Linked DNA regions of Mus musculus: region 2 is linked to region 1. A link is a contact called in public HiChIP or PLAC-seq data. All regions are on one chromosome and are shown on one strand. The core of a region is the stretch at or near the end of the contact, and the rest is flanking DNA. Distances in the headings are between cores, read along the strand shown.

Region 1 (3,921 bases), core at 866-3,365:
GAGTCAAAGGTGTAGACGGTTCTTGGAGCTCGGTGGTTATTAGACCCCACCCACGCAAGGACAGGAGGACACACAAAGACAGGAGGACACTGCTGTGACAATGTTCACAGCTTTGCAGGAATTTGAAAAAACAAAAACAAAAACAACAACAACAAAAAAAAACAAAACAACAACCCAAATGCTCCCTGACAGAAGGATGGAAAACAATTGGTTTTCGTATCGAGTGCAGCTTTGCTTTCAGCTCGGACAAAGCACATATCTCACTTACTACATACAGGCAAAGCCGGGTGGGGCGTGTGGCTTTCAGGAATAATGGCCAAGGGTTGCTGACAATATAAATTTAGAATCAGGGCACCTTCAAAGAGAGGAGGAGAAGGCCTTCACCAGGTCTTGGGTTCATTCACTCTGGAAATATTACATACTAAATTAAAATAATCCCAACAAAAGGTTTCCCTAAACTTAGAAAAGGGGCTGCTAAAGGCTTCTCTCTCTGCTCTACGGTCTCATCCCCACCCCCACTCAGGATGACAGCCAAGCCCCGCCCTGGAAGGGTCCTTCGAGGCCATTCTTCTGTGCATCTGCCTTAGGAGCCTCGGACATTAAAAGCGGCCTTCCTGGGGATCGTGAAAGGGTTTGAATTTCCCGACTATCCCGGATAAAAGGAAGGCAGGCAGTCCCCTCCCCGGGAGCTGTGGGCCTCCTTATTTACGAATTCCCAGGGCTCCTCCTGGGCCTTTTAAATGTTAAGTAATGGGTTCGTGACCTGTGGTGAGAAGAAAGATGCCCGGCAGGTAAAGTTATCTCTCCCTTTCATCTGTTTAATCTCCCTGCTTTGGGCTACACACTGAGAGCCCAGCAATTACACCCTTCCTACCCCCATGGAAAACCGAATTTCTTTTCTTTTCTTTTTTCTTTCTTTTTTTTTTTTTAAAGGAGAGAAGTTTATTCCCGGGATGGAGTTAGGTGTGCATTTCCAGAGAAGCACCTCAGAGGGGCTTCCTATCCCTCTTGCAGAGAAAGACCGGTTAGGAGGGAGGCTTCCACACAGCATGGGGGAGGGAGGCTGAGAGGGTGCGTGGAGACTGCAGCAAAGCTGCAGGTGTCTCTTACGTATGGGGAGAGGAGCTCCTGTGAGTGCAGAGAGCTTGCTGTGAGGTCATGGTACAAACAGAGCCTCTGATGAAGAGAGTCGCTTGTAAACAAAGATGGCAACAGAGTTGAAGGTAGGTAAAATCAGCTGTGTAAGGCGAATGGGCATGACCCACGCCCGGAAGTAGTGGATCCTCCCCTGTTCCAGTGATCATGGCTGTCTTTCCCCCACCCCCCTCTGCCATCACACATTTTGGTGAGGGCTCTGCTCTCTTCAGGTCCTCTCTTACCCAGGCATTTGGCCCTCTCCTTTGTGTCCTGAGTGACACCCCTGAGCAGTGGCCTGGGCCCAGGTGGCTGGAGACACAGGCTGCCCAGTTGGGGGATGCTCTTGAGCCCACCCCACCTCCCACCCCCATCACTGCCACCTTACCCCTGGGAGTGATGGAGACCTATTGAGAAGGAGGCTTTGTCCAAGGCTGGGTGCTGGGCCTTGTCAGGGTGATGGGCCTCGTCCCTGTCACCAGCCTCCTCTTACAGCCTTTCGGAGGCATCTTTGTTAACCTTTGACCCCTTTGTTCTCCTCTTCCCTTTGTTCCGGCGCAGCCACAGGGCAGGGCTGCCTCCTCAGGGGCCCATTGACAAATGGGGCGAAGGAAGCTGAGGAGCTCACTCTTGGGAATTTTGAGCAGAAGGTGAGAGAGCAGAGCTGCTGGGAATGACCTGGTCTGCTTCGTAGGCTCCAAGGCTTGTTAGCGTGCCCTGGCAGAAGGTTTAGTGGGCCTTCCCTGGCAACACGAAAACTACCCAGCCGAGGGAGTAAAACTGGCTCTCCATCCATTGGTCACCTCTCAGCACGGGAAGCTGTAGCTCACTCAGTTTAGAAAATGTGATTTAGAAAGGTCCGAAGTCTTTCCAGACTTAACTCAGTGCATGCAAATTTCCAGCTGATTAAGTCACTGACATTCACTTAGGGGGAAGAGGGTAGCCCACGTTTTGCCAGACTGGAAGTGGAGGAGCCATTACACTTCACAGTGGGCGTGGTCTTGGCTGGGACCAGCAGTGCCAGAGCTCAGCAGCTCAGGCTCCAGCCAAAAAAACCGGGAGAGGAACCAGTTCTTAGATCTGTCAGATGCTGACGGTCCGTCGGATGGAGGGGTGGGATTTAGGGAGGCCCTTCAGCAGTATTAAAATTCAGACAGTATTAAAAGCTGTCTTTGAGGCTGGGGTGCTGCTCAGTGGTACACTTACCTAGTTAGTATGTGGGAGGCCTGGGCTCCAAGCCCAGCACCTCAAAGAACCCCCCAAACTGTCTCAGAAAAAAAAATGGCTGTCAGGCTCAGTGGTTAAGAACACTTACTGATATTTCAAAGGACTAGGGATTGGATCCCAGCACCTACCTGTAGTTCTACCCCTACTGCCCCCTATCCAAAGCTTTCCTCTTTGATCTTCATGTGCACTTGCGTGAGTGCACACACACACACACACACACACACACACACACACAAATGAAAAAAAAAAGGGCAGGTGTGGAGAATTGAGGCTTCGAAACACTGACTCTCTGTCTCTACTTCTAGAGCCTTTTCTTTTTCTTTTAAAAACGGTGATCAAGAATGAATGAGTTATTTGTAACCCTGGGAGGGGAGCAGTTGGGTAAACAGGACAGTATCCTCCCCCGTCCTTCCTGAAGGAATCTGGCAGGTCACAGCATCTGCGAGCCAGCTAGAGAACTAGGCAGCAAAAGAATCTATTTGGTGGTGGTGGTGGTGGGGACCCAAGAAAACAAAACAAAGCAATGGAGTTTTGGCTTTTAGAGGCAGGACCTATGAAGGGTAGACTTTACTCTGGGGCGGGATCCTGTAAGACCGGATGAATCACCTGGGGTTTGCTTTGCAGCGGGTGCCATGGGGCCTGCTCTGTCTTTGAGGGATGAACAGAGAGGTTCTGGATAGCGCTGTGCCCGCCCACCTTGACCTCTGGCACAAGTGTGTGTATAGGCTGGAAGTACTGGGGCGTGTGGATTAAAGAAGCTGATGTCATTACCCCTGCTGGCGAGGCAGGGTGTGATGGGACATGGGTAAGGGTGGGAAGTAACTTCACTTTCTATTCTTCTGTGGCTTCTGAGTCAGTCAGTCAGTCAGTCAGTTTGTCTGTCTGTCTGTCTGTCAGTCAGTCAGTCTGTGTGTGTGGTCTGTATTAAAAAGATCAATATAACTTAGAAAAAAAGACAAAGGAAAAAATCTTAAAAGGTGTGTTCCCTCCCCTTTCCAACACACGCTAAAAGGATGCTGTCACCTCTCCATCTGGGAGGGGCTCCCTGTGTGGTGGAGTGGCTTGTGGGCAACTCACCTCTCCTGGAAGTGTTCAGCCCAAGCTCCTGTTTGTTGTCAGTGCCACTATCCAGGCCCCTTTCCTATGCCAATCAGTTCCCATGGCCTTGAGGGCTGCTTCCTCTTTAATTTGCCTGCTAAAGAAAAATGCACTTTGTGTGTGTGTGTGTACATCTGTGTGCTGGAGACCAGAGGTAAAAAGCCCGGCGTCCTCCACAATCTCTCTCCACATCATCATCACCATCTCCATAACCATCACCACCATCATCATTTAAACAGGGTCTCTCACAGAATTCGCGGCCTTTTTAGCCAGTGAGGTTCAGAAGCCCACCCACCTATCTCTGCCTCCCCAGCACATGTGTTAAGTACACCCGGCCTTTCACGTGGCTGCTAAGGACACAAACTCTGGGTCTTCATGCTTGTCTTTCTGCAAGCACGTAACAAACTGAGCCATGCCCCGAGCCCTGAAAAGCATAGTTGGGAGTTTCCCGGAGGAGCCTGT
Region 2 (3,921 bases), core at 664-3,163, 53 kb before region 1:
AACTAAATGTTTCCTTTATAAAAGTTGCCCTGGTCTTGGTTTCATGGCAATGAAACCCTCAATAAGTGGCTTGGGTGGAATTATTTGTGAATTTGGTCTTTGGCAGTAACCTGTCTGGGCTTCATATGGGTGCACTCCTGCAGCACAGGGGAAGGTTTCCAAACTATAGCAACAGATAACATGACTACTGGGGCATGTGTCTGTGGTGGGAGTCCTGCTACTCTACCTGAAGCCCTGTGGGGTTGTGGATTGACAATGACAAAAACAGTGCCATCTTTACCTGGTATTAAAAAGTTACTAAGAATTCTTTTTTTCTCTCTTTTTTTCTCCCCTCCCCCCCTTTTTAAATTTTTGTCTTTTTTTTTTGGAGTCTGTCTCATTATGTAGGTCTGGATATCCTGGAGCTGATTCTGCAGCCCAGGCTGGTCTCAGACTCACAGAGCTCTGCCTGCCTCTGCCTCCCAAGTTCATCAAAGACACATGCCACCGTGACTAGCTACAAATAACTCTTAAAGTCATAAAAAAACCAAGACTACAGGCAACCCAATTAAAACCAAATGTGGGGCTGGAGCTATGCCTTCGTGGGTGAGTGCTTGCCTAACATTCGAGAGGTTCTGGGCTCAGTCTCCAGCACCATCTGCACATGCCTGCAATCCAAGCGCTCAGGAGGCAAAGGCAGGGTACACTCGAGGTTATCTTTGGCTACATAACAACTTTGAAGTTAGTCTAGGATTCATGTACCTCTGTTTAAAAACAACATCAACAACAATGAAAACAACTGAACCAAATAAGACCAACCTTGGTCCTTGGCAACACCCTGTCAAAGAGGAGTGATGCTGCCGGGGCTGGAGAGACAGCTGGCTCAGCAGTTAAGAGCACCGACTGCTCTTGCAGAGGACCCTGGTTCAGTCCCCAGCACTCCCAACGAAGCTCACAATCATCTGCAACCTTAGCTTAAGGGGATGTAAAGCCCTCTTCTGACCTCCTCTGTCACTGCACACATCTAGGTCACAGCCATGCACGCAGGTACTCACACATGCATGTAAAATAAAAATGAGCACATCTCAAAGCAGCAACAACAAAGGCTGGGGATGTAGATCAAACTGTTTGCCTAATATGTAGAAGACCTTGAATTAAACTCCCAGCCTCCTCCTTTCAAATATTTGAAGTGATATTTCCCAGAAGAAGTTTAGGCTGTTGGTGAACAAAGGAAAGATACTACCGTGCAAAGGCACATAACATTCATTAGGAAAATACACGTTAACACATACATTGTCGACGCCCTGGTCTCCAGTGTGTTCTTGGGATACTCCAGGACCCCTCGCTCAAGCTCTGCCCCAGGACCCTTCACTTCCCTGATGTGTGCTGGCTGTTGTCATAGCCTTGGTTGGCTCCCATCCTACTACCCTCATTAATGGGGCGTGTGCTGACTTTTTGCTAGATTCCCGGAGGGTCCTGATCCTCCCAAGGGGCTTGGCAGGACGCCCATGGGGACGCAGCCGGCTATATTCTGGAAAATCTGTGTTCGAAGACCATACCTCATCTCTCACTTTGGGCCCAGGATTTCGAAGAACTGACAACTGAATTCCCCTCGTGGGGCTTCATCAAGGGACGCCTAGTTAATGATTTGTGTGGTCCAGGTCCCCAAGTTTCCAGGCTTCTGATGGTGGGTGGCAACACTGCTGCAAGAGCAGATGAACCGGAGGCTCCACCTTTGTGCCTAGAAGTCCCGGAGGCGCTGGCGGGAGGGCGGGTGCTGCAGGCGGCTCCCTGGACGCAGGGGCGGACCCGGCTCCTTCCCGCTCACTCGGGTCGCTGCCCTTGAGTCACTCCGGCAGAGGGCGCCGGCGCCGGCCTCTCTGCCCATCGGGGCGGGCGAGCTGGGGACCCTGCCTCCTGCGCGCCCGCCCGCGTTCCGCCCCCCCTGTGCTCTTCCCGGCGGCCGGCGGGACGCCCGTGCCCGAGCCCCAGAGTCTCTGCAGTGAATCGGTGCATCGGGGCAGGGAAAAAGGGACACCAGAGTGGCCCTCGAAGGGGACCAGCCTGCGAAGCGCGAGGAAGGAAGAAGCGGACGCGTGGCGGGGAGGGGTTGAGGCGCCCCGGCCCGAAGCCCAAAGGCCGAGCGCGCGGTAGGCGACCGGGCACCCACGGCCCGCAGCATGGCTCGGGGCTGGGTGCGGCCGAGCCGTGTGCCTCTGTGCGCCCGGGCCGTCTGGACGGCTGCGGCGCTCCTGCTCTGGACACCCTGGACGGCAGGTAAGGACCCTGCGTGCGCCCTCCGAGCATTGCCCGCTCTTCCACCACTCTCTCGGCCGCCGCGCGGGCGCCGGTGCTCTCGATCGAGGGGCGCCAGGCAAGGCCATGCTTCGCGCGCTCGGCGCCAGCTTGGGCCCGTGCCCTCAGTCGCCTGGGGCTGGTTCCAATGAGCTGCGCTCTAGGGACCACTAAGTGTTTCCAGAGGCCGGGGTGGGCAGCGGCCGGGAGCTTTTCTTAAGTACATCACAGTCGAGATGTGCACCGGTAGACGTGCTCTGTGTGACCCAAGACCTGGACTCCATCGTTTCTTCCCAGGTCACCGCCGTTCCAGTCCACATGCATCCCTTGAACCTTGTCTGCCTCCGGGGCAGATGCGGTCCTGAGTTAGTCTTTTTTTTCCCCGGGGCAGTGGGGAACGCACGATCGAAGGTCTTGGCTTCCCTTTTGTTGAAATTGGTGGCCAAAGTGGTGTTTGGTGGGTCCTGCTTAGCTGGGGGCTTGGCCCCGGGATTTGATTTGCGAGGCTGAAGGGGAAGTGCCCTTCCCCCTGTCCTCGTAGTGTTTTCTCGAGCGTTTCTTCCACCTCTGGAGGATTCTGTGTGGGCTTGATCAGGGCTCAGGAGACCCTGTCAAGGAGCACAGACGTGTTTTTGGAGGATACCTGGGTAGAAATGACTGTGGTGGCCGGAGGAGGAAGAGGCGATGATCCTCCCAGTGCAAACCCTAGAGCACCTACTGGCCGTCAGGTCTGTGGCCCGAATCCCCGCGGCCTGTTGGCTCGGCTGAAGGTAGGCACGGCCTCCGGGCCCAGGAGGGTCAGGGACTCTTGAGGTTTGCCCTAAGTTTCTGAGCTGCGTGAGACGCGCCCTACTGGGACAGTGACTTCAGTGTTCCCCAGCCCCCCAGTGTTCCCGCAAGCAGGTGAGAGTTAAGGGGCAGAGTCAGGCAGCAGGACTTGGGGATCTTTCCAAGTCCTGCTGTGCGGGGGCGCTTTCTTGTGTCGGGTCCAAAGAAGGAAGGAAATGCTGAGCAACCTTCCAGGAGGGCGTTTGGGTTTAAACCGATGCTGATGGTATTTACCGTTTCTGATCTCTTGATTTGCATTGATACACCTATCCCCGAAAGCAGGAACCGCTGATTGCAGAATGAGAGTGCCCTGTATCTTAAATTAATGTCATTACCAAACTGCCCGCCCCGCAAGAATTCCCCCTTCTCCACCATCAAGAAATTCTTTTGAAACTAAGGGGCTATAAACTGGTCGCCTCCATAGGGATTTTGGCCTTTGCCACAGGCCCTTACAAATCTTGTGGTTTGGGGTGTCTTGAGGTGTAGCTGGGGTGGGGGCACAGGATCCGCTATGGTAAGGGGGCAGGAGCCTTGGTTGCTTAAAGTCAATTTTGTAACCAGAGTAGAAAGGCCTACTTGCATTTTGAATGTATCAGTTTGAGGACTGCCTTCACTTGGGTAGGAAGGATAATCGCGTCTGATGAAGAAAGCCACCAGCCCCCCCCCCCCCCATCTGTGGGGGTAATTTATCTTTGCTAGTGAAATGGAACTGTAATCTCTAGAAAGACTTTGTTTCTCTTGTTTCTGGATTGTTTGCTAGTCTAGTCGATAGATAACAGGCATGCTTGTTCGTGTACACACACACACACACACACACAC

Evidence for each region. HiChIP or PLAC-seq counts read pairs in DNA pulled down with a chosen protein or histone mark.
Region 2: a contact with region 1 is called in an H3K4me3 HiChIP or PLAC-seq map of embryonic stem cells, with 51 read pairs. The contact joins the promoter of Ror2 here to the enhancer-like site in region 1. A contact is called at or near these places in 4 of 39 promoter capture datasets (cranial neural crest, embryonic stem cells and stem cell-derived epiblast-like cells), 1 of 15 datasets of contacts at CTCF or cohesin (the NIH/3T3 cell line), 27 of 484 Hi-C or Micro-C datasets (adipose-derived mesenchymal stem cells, cranial neural crest, embryonic fibroblasts and 6 more), 20 of 115 datasets of contacts at active chromatin or transcription factors (the NIH/3T3 cell line, cardiomyocytes, craniofacial prominence and 9 more) and 4 of 9 other capture datasets (adipose tissue, embryonic stem cells, liver and 1 more).

What each region holds. Positions count from the first base shown.
Region 1 is chr13:53,231,750-53,235,670 of GRCm38.p6, reverse strand. All of the region lies in intron 1 of Ror2 (receptor tyrosine kinase-like orphan receptor 2), which reads left to right. Among named protein-coding and RNA genes, the nearest start is that of Ror2, 52 kb to the left of the region's middle. Within about 2 kb of position 2,115, at least 57 of the 459 cell types and tissues checked have an H3K27ac peak or open chromatin away from gene starts, as enhancers often do. A contact at or near this core is called in embryonic fibroblasts, embryonic stem cells, epiblast stem cells and 4 more, where this site is marked.
Region 2 is chr13:53,284,116-53,288,036 of GRCm38.p6, reverse strand. It overlaps Ror2 (receptor tyrosine kinase-like orphan receptor 2), which reads left to right and starts at 1,913. Exons shown (of 9, transcript NM_013846.4): 1 at 1,913-2,256. The coding sequence starts at 2,160. Gm33574 (a long non-coding RNA gene) reads right to left here and starts at 1,856. Exons shown (of 3, transcript XR_382385.4): 1 at 1,539-1,856.